2 separate regions of the Oryctolagus cuniculus genome follow, and region 2 is linked to region 1. Evidence: chromatin contacts called from public Hi-C data. All regions are on one chromosome and are shown on one strand. Each heading gives the region's core, a stretch centred on a gene start, on an enhancer-like site or on the middle of the called end of the contact. The rest is flanking DNA. Distances are from core to core; before and after follow the strand shown.

Evidence for each region. A called contact is a pair of places that touch in the nucleus more often than the background predicts.
Region 2: a Hi-C map of an unstated tissue shows a contact between it and region 1, with 2.7 times the contacts expected there. The contact joins the promoter of LOC138846541 here to the enhancer-like site in region 1. A contact is called at or near these places in 2 of 6 Hi-C or Micro-C datasets (psoas muscle and an unstated tissue).

The regions. Positions count from the first base shown.
Region 1 is chr18:54,086,467-54,090,085 of mOryCun1.1, forward strand. No RefSeq gene overlaps it. Among named protein-coding and RNA genes, the nearest start is that of ZFHX3, 83 kb to the right of the region's middle. Within about 2 kb of position 1,400, at least 1 of the 8 cell types and tissues checked has an H3K27ac peak or open chromatin away from gene starts, as enhancers often do.
Region 2 is chr18:54,197,938-54,201,542 of mOryCun1.1, forward strand. It overlaps LOC138846541 (spidroin-2-like), which reads right to left and starts at 2,249. Exons shown (of 2, transcript XM_070062556.1): 1 at 2,224-2,249; 2 at 640-2,095. The coding sequence starts at 2,249. The coding sequence ends at 640. The region is part of intron 1 of ZFHX3 (zinc finger homeobox 3); the gene reads left to right.

The sequences.
Region 1 (3,619 bases), core at 150-2,649:
TTCTTCCAAACCCTAGCCTATACACGCTGTACTTAAGAGAGTTCTTCATATAGCATGAAATAAGGAAGCTCAATGTGAAACGAGAGGTTCACAGCCTGATCGTCCGTTTAAACCTCCAGACTTGGGAATTCTTAACAAAGTGACCCTTGGCTCTTGGCTGCTGGCATGGGGAAGAGGCGGAGGCACCACTTCTCCCAGGTTCTTTCAGAGCACAGACAAGTTCACAATGGTGTGCATCAAAAGCCTACTACTCAAAAAAGAGGCTGCAGAAAATCTAGTTTGGTTTCGTTTGTCTCATATGTTTTCTTTCCTTTACGGACCTCCGGGTGATAGCAAACATCAGAACATTTTCTTTAAAAAAAAAAAAGCTTTATTTATTTATTTGAAAGGCAGAGTTACAGAGAGATATAGAGGGAGAGGGACAGGGACAGGGAGAGGCAGAGAGAAAGATCTTCCATCTGTTGGTTCACTCCCCAGATGGCCACAACAGCCAGAGCTGCGCCAATCCAAAGCCAGGAGCCAGGAGCTTCTTCCGGGTCTCCCACATGGGTGCAGGGGCCCAAGGACTTGGGCCATCTTCTACTGCTTTCCCAGGCCATAGCAGAGAGCTGGATTGGAAGAGGGGCAGCTGGGACTCAAAGGAGCGCCCATTTGGGATACCGGCACTGCAGGCGGTGGCTTTACCCGCTATGCCACAGTGCTGGCCCCCAGAACACTTCCTGATGAGATATTTTTCCTTACTTCATCCAGAGCTATACTTGGATGATCCTGATGACCTAGTAAATAAGAAAATGAAACAGAAATTCCTAAGGGTGATGAACCGCAGTAACTCCATGGATGGGCCGAAACCCCTCGATAACACGTGTGAATCTCAGGGCCTGTGTTAGCTCTTCTGCAGAGAGTGTCTGTAACGTTGCCCCTCTCCTTCCACGAGCCAGGGCCCCCCAGAAGCTTAGGAGCCCCCTGGATGAGAGTGGTCTTGGTTTGGTGACATCTTTCAGAGGGGAATCAGAATCCTCAGCCTTCTTCAAAGCGTGAGCCAGAAACATCTGATTAATAATAACAGTTGTACACCTTTGGTTGCTTACTTGGCACGTGATGCGTAGTCACGTAATCCCTACTGATTGGGAGCTCTTAGTATCCCCATTGTACTGCTGAGGGTGCTGAAAGAGAGAGCGACGCCGCTTCCCAAGGACCAGACAGGTGGGAAGGTCACGACCGGGCCCCGGCCCACAGCCCGGGGTTTGACCACCCGCCTACCCTCTGTGCTGTGCTGCTCCTTGACTGAACGGTTCTCCCAGCCAGCGGTTGTTCCTCTCGAAGCAAAACAGAACTAAGAGTCTCAGAAAATGTGAACACTAAAGAGTGAGTCAGAAGATAAACTTTAACTCGCTCCACCCCAGTCCTGACTCCCAGGAAATGGACAATTCAGGGGAGTAGCAGCGAAACACCAATGTGGCCCCACCCCATAAAGAAGTGGCAAGGGTCGCAGGCGGGGGTCTCTGGCCCAAGGAGGTTGCTTGATCATCACCCTTCCGCCTGACGTGTGCCTAGAACTTTCTACCCGGCATTCCACAGCCTCATTTCTCCTTTCATCAGATGCTGCCCCATTATTGCTCCTGGCAGGGAAGTCAGGGTAGAGATCACAGACTATAACCCTGAGGCCCAGAGAGGTGGTGCCTGCCTGAGTGGGGGTCAGGAGACCGGCGATAGCCAAGTGCTGGGTGTAGGACCGAGCTCCGCTCCACGGACCAGGCCAGTTCTCTTGACCCTGTTCTTGCTGCCTCACCCATCACTGTCACTCGACATTGGGGACAGGCACTGAGAAGAACTCAGATTCCATGTGCACCCCTCTCTCTGCAGGATGGCACCCCCAACCAATGCAAAGAACCTTCTTCCCATTGTGTCATTCGGGTAACTCAGTCCAGCCACTGTCAGTTCTCCAGCTTTGCACACGGGGAAACAGGCCTGGCAGCGGAGTTAGGCACAGAACCCAGACGTCAGCCCTTGTGGCATGTGACTCCCAGGCATTCACTCTTCACCCTGTGTCGTCCGTGGACCGTCCAAGGAGACAGGAAAAGGCAGAGGAAGGGGAAATGCATGGCCCTGTTGGTGTGATGAGCAAGGCTTCTGCCTTCTCTGAGGACAGGGCAAACGGAAATCTGTTTAAAGCACTAGGGCTTGAGGTTAAAATTAAAGAAGACAATTAGGAGCGATTAGTCACTGGGACTGGGGCTCCGTGGGCGTCTTCAAAAATAGGATTGGCTCTCACTGGCTTGGACCTGCTACGGCAGAGCCTCTTCTAGGCCTGTGATTCTGTGATTAACTCCTGTCCGGCAGCCAAGCTGCTGGCGCTCGTTACAAACAATGACCCCATTTCTTGGGCGCTGTCGGGTCGAGCGGGTCCCGAGGAAATGTCTTTGGCACCCGGTGATGGTGAAATGAACACCCGCGGCTGGCTCGAGATGACTCTCCCATCTTGGGTGCTCCGGAGGGGATCAGTGGCTCAACCTTTGTGTCCGGAAAGCCCAGGAAGCCGGGAGGGGGCTGGGTTGCAGCGCCTCTGAATGCATCCATTCACACCGTGGCACTTCCCAAGCTTTCATTCATTCTGAGGTCCTCAGAGAAGCTTCCTGAGCAGAGCCAGAGGAGCCAGGACCCGGCAGGGGGATAAGGTGCTTGGGGAGGAGGTCAAGGGAGATCGGACTCCAGGGAGCAAGGCACCCTGAACACCCTGAACTGGAGAGGCTCAGGGGCCGGGGCAGCTGAGGCCCCACCGCCTCCACGTCCCCTGGGAATAAGCAGGAAAGCAACCTGTACAGGCCCTGTGGGAGTTTCGCGAGGGCGGGGGGTCACTGACTGAGCCCCACAAACAGCCTTTCTGGGAGCCCCAGGACGCTGCACTGACACTGCGCTCAGTGCAGGCTCCTCTCTGCCTCCAACCCCTGTCTGCTCACGAGCTTCCCACAGCACCTGGGCCCGGGCCCACCGGCTCTGGGCCACACACACAGAGAGGCTCCTCCCGTTCCTGGGATCCCCTGGTGCAGCCCCATGAGAACCTGGGTTTTCCTCCAGCAGAAAAAAAAAAATATATATATATATATATATATAGCCACAGCATTCTCGCTGAAAGTACCTGGGGCAGGAGGGGTCAAGAAAGATGGGACGTATGGCCACTATAAAGGGGAAAAAAAAGAAAAAGACAAGAAGCAGGAGGACTAAAACCAAGTGGAGCAGAGGGAAGTGAAAGGAAGGAGTTTTGGTTTTGGTTTGGTTTTGGTTTGGTTTGGTTTTTCTGCAGCAGTTTCTCTTTTGGAGATCTGAAATCTCTAAGTGTGACGTCAAAGCTTTCTCCAAATGACTGGACACGGGCTTTTTTGTTGTTGGGTTGCTGTACTCTCGGGACCTATTGGGATGCCCGGATAAAAATTAATTAGAGGCTGTTTGGAGGGGCTTTGCAAGACAGCCTGAGGCTACGCTTCAGTCTGGTTGTTAGAAGCCACATCATCTCCGCCTCCTCGCCCAGCGAACAGACCTGCGTGGGGGCGGCCGGGGGCAGCTGCAGACCGTTCAACACAGACATCAGAACCGAGACTTCCTCCCAGAGAGATTACTTACC
Region 2 (3,605 bases), core at 999-3,498, 110 kb after region 1:
TACGTGTTAAAGTTTTCCCCCTATTTTCTTCACGCATCCTCAGATTTGCTATTTAAAGTGGCCCCCGTTCGGAGTCTCCGCTCCCTCCCCTGCTCCTTCGCTGGAAGCTGTCCCACTCCCATGATCAGCACCCTCTTCTTTGAAGATGCTCTTTTCCTATTTAATTTAGACACAACCGCATTTGCTGGAAAAAAAAAAAAAAAAAAAGGAGAGAGAAAGAGAACAAGAAAGAGGGGGGGGGGGAGAGAAAGGAAAGAAAAAAAAATCTTAAAAAAAAATCTTAGCCAGGTTCCCATTGTTGGCTGCGTGCGCTCACTCCTGGGGTGTGTGTGTGTGTGTGCGTGTGGTGTGGCGTGGTGTGTGTGTGTTTTTAATACATGCATAAACTTTGGGTGCCTCTCTCCCTCTTCCCAGCCTCTTCTCCCATCCTCTCTTCCTGCTCTCTTTGCTCTGCTCATCACTTTCCCCTGGTTTTTTTTTTTTTTCCCTCCCTTCCTCCCCTCTGCCTCCCTCCACCTCCCCCTTTTCTTTTTTGCTGAATCTTATTGATCCAGAAGGTGGCTAATTAGCCCTTCCCGTCGTGCCTGGGTAATGAAGCACATGCGCACTGAATTAATCACAGCCATTTTTTGCAGGAAACTAATTAGCAGAATAAAGATCCAAAGACTTTTTTTTCTTTTCACTCATCAGCTCCCACTTCCAGCGCGTCCCCTCCGACCGCTGCAGCCACCGCCGCCGCCGCCGCCGCCTCCTCCTCCTCCTCCTCCCGGCCGCAGCCGCCGCCGCCGCCGCCGCCGCCTGCTTTGCATCCCAATTACAGCCTAGAGCCGCTGCCGCCGCCGCCGCCGCTTCTCCTCCGTGGCCCCTGCCCGCTCCGGGGGCTGTAAACTCCCCGCCAACCATGCTGCTCGGCGGCAGCGGCGGCGGCGGCTCCGGCTCCCCGGCTGCGGCCGCCTCCCGCCCCGGGCTCCGCCGAGCGCGCTCCAGCTCCGCCGCCGCCGCCGCCGCCGCCAGCAGCGCGTCCTCCGCCGCCGCCGACCCCCGCCAGCCGCCGCTGCTGCCTTGATGGGCTCCGCGGCCCGAGCGCCTCTTTTCGGGATTAAAAGCGCCGCCAGCTCCCGCCGCCGCCGCCGCCGCCAGCAGCGCCGCTGCAGCCGCCGCCGCCGGAGAAGCAACCGCGTAAGTGGCAACTTTTCCCTCTTTTTTTTTTTTTTTTTTTTTTTCCCGCCGCCGCCGCCGCCGCCTGCTCCTCCTCCTCCTCCCGCCGCCGCCGCCGCCGCCACCGCCCGGACGCGGGGCTCCTCGGGGCGCCCGGGCTGCTTTGCATGGGGCTCGTCCTGCCCCCTCCCGGCTCCCGCGCCCGGCCGCCGCCGCCCGCGCCCTGCTCGCTCGCTGCGTCCCGCTCGCCTTCCCCCTGCGCCAAACTTTCTCTTTCTCTTCTTCTTCCTCCTCCTCCTCCCGCGCCGCCGCCGCCGCCGCCGCCGAGCCCGGGCCGCCCCCTCCTCCCCGGCCCCCGCGCAGCCGCCGCCGCCGCCGCGACCCCCGGGAGGGTGGAGGCGCCCGGGGCGAGGCCCGCGCGGCGAGTTTGGAGGCGCCGCCGGGCAGGGCCGGCCGGGGCGCGGGCCGAGGGCGGGAGGGCGGCCGGGGTCCCAGCGCCGAGACAAAGGCGGCGGCCGGCGTGTGTGTGAGTGTGAGTGTGTGTGTGAGTGTGTGGAGGGGGGGTCCGCGGTGCCGAGCGCCCCCGCCCCCGCCGCCCCCGGCCCCCAACTTTGCCCCACCCCGAGAGGCGCCGGGGCTCCGGGCTGAGCCGCCGCGCGGGGCGCGCACCCGGCCCGGAGCAGTGGCCGCGGCTGCCGCCGGCGGGCGGGCGCCGTCCGCGCCGGGGCTCCACTTGCCGCGGCGGCCGGAGCCGGACCCGAGCCCCGGGCCCCGGGAGGGGGCGAGGCGGCCGCGCGGTCGTCCACCTGAGCGCTGTCCGCCCTGCCCCGCCGGCGGCGCCGCCGCGAGCGCCCGCAGGGGCTCTGCCCTGGACGCTAGGGGCTCCCGGGGGCTCGGGGCTGCGCCGCCGGCCAGGGCCAGACCCAGCTTGGCCGGCCTCGCTCGACCGGCCGAGTTGAGAGACACCGGAGGATTCCTTTTTTTTTTTTTTTTTCTTTTTTTTTCTTTTTTGGCTCACGAGAATCTGGGATTGTTTACGTTCGGTTCTGCACTCTGAGCCCTCACCCGGCTCCACGAGATGCGAAAACCATGTTCCTGAATTTTACATCATGCATTTTAATGTCCGTCCTTTTGCATATCTGTTGGAGAGTGGATCCTAGCGCCTTTCATGCAGTGTGTTTAAATTGTGTTTGGACTCGATGTTCAGAGGCTTCTTGTGGATCTATTAAATTAAAATATAAAAATATTTTACTTTGCCTGCGAATTAATCTGTTGCTGGGATCTGACTTTTGTAAGATGTTGTGCAATATCTTCGACTGGAGCAAATTCTTTGATTGCAAATGCTTTCAAAAATCACCCACTCTTAACTTCGCCCCTTGTTGCTTTGAAGTAGGGTAAATATGATAATTTTTATTGGTCTCAATTATTGAAACTTGATCTAAGGGCTCCATGGAAGAAGGAGACTGACTGCCTTTTTGTGGCCTCCGGTTGTAGTGAGTTTTAAAAGAGGGTTTGTTAAGTACCTTTGAAGAATATGACAGATGCTGATGGCTCGGCTGTAATGCAAATTGCAGGACATAAATTCACTTCGGAATTAAAAAAAAAAGAGGCTCGGCCCTTTCTGTGGGGGACGGTCGGGGATATATTATGTTTTTTTTCTGCTTTTTGCTCGCTACTTTGGGAGAATAGCTAGTTGCACACGGGCTGCTTTGGAGGTGCTTGGGAGATTGGGGAAGGCAGGGATTGATCCCCATCTGCATAATCAATAGGGCATTGAGTTGCAGCCGTGTACCTACATTACTGAACATTTCTGTGGTATCTACAGCGGGGGGCTCCGCCGCCTCGCTCCCCACCTTGCAGCGGACACAAGGCGCCAGAACTGACGGCCCAGCTCCCCGGAACGATCTAGGGGAAGTCCATTCCATAGTGGCTCCTTTTCAAACTCCTTCATTCCACTGGAGTTGTGTGTGTGTGTGTGGTTTTTTTTGGGGGGGTGCATTTGTTTACATGTGTGGAGGTCAGGTGCTGAGCCCCCACGGAGCAGATATCTTATGGACTGAGGGCAGTCCAACGGGGTGGGAGTTCGCTTATGGCGTGACCACTTCTGAAGTCCTCTTCTCATCTGTGGTGTTAGATTTCTTAGCTTGATGCGGGTACATTAGAGACAGGAGTGCAGGAGTAACATACTGGAGATGGGAGCAGTGTCAGCTGCTCAGAGAGAGACACAGTGTGGAAAGCGTGGTGGTAGGTGAATCCATATTTGGAGATAATTTTGGAATAGTCTAGCAAATGGTGCACGCACAGGATTTCGTAAAAGTGTGCACGGCGTCAGTTTTGAAAGGGTTGCGGTCTGGGGAGATGAGGTGTGGGCAGGAGAGCCCACTGGAGGCCAGCGGCCTCCTCTGTCTGCCTGTCTCCTCCCCTTCCCTCCCTGGGCTTTAGTTTTT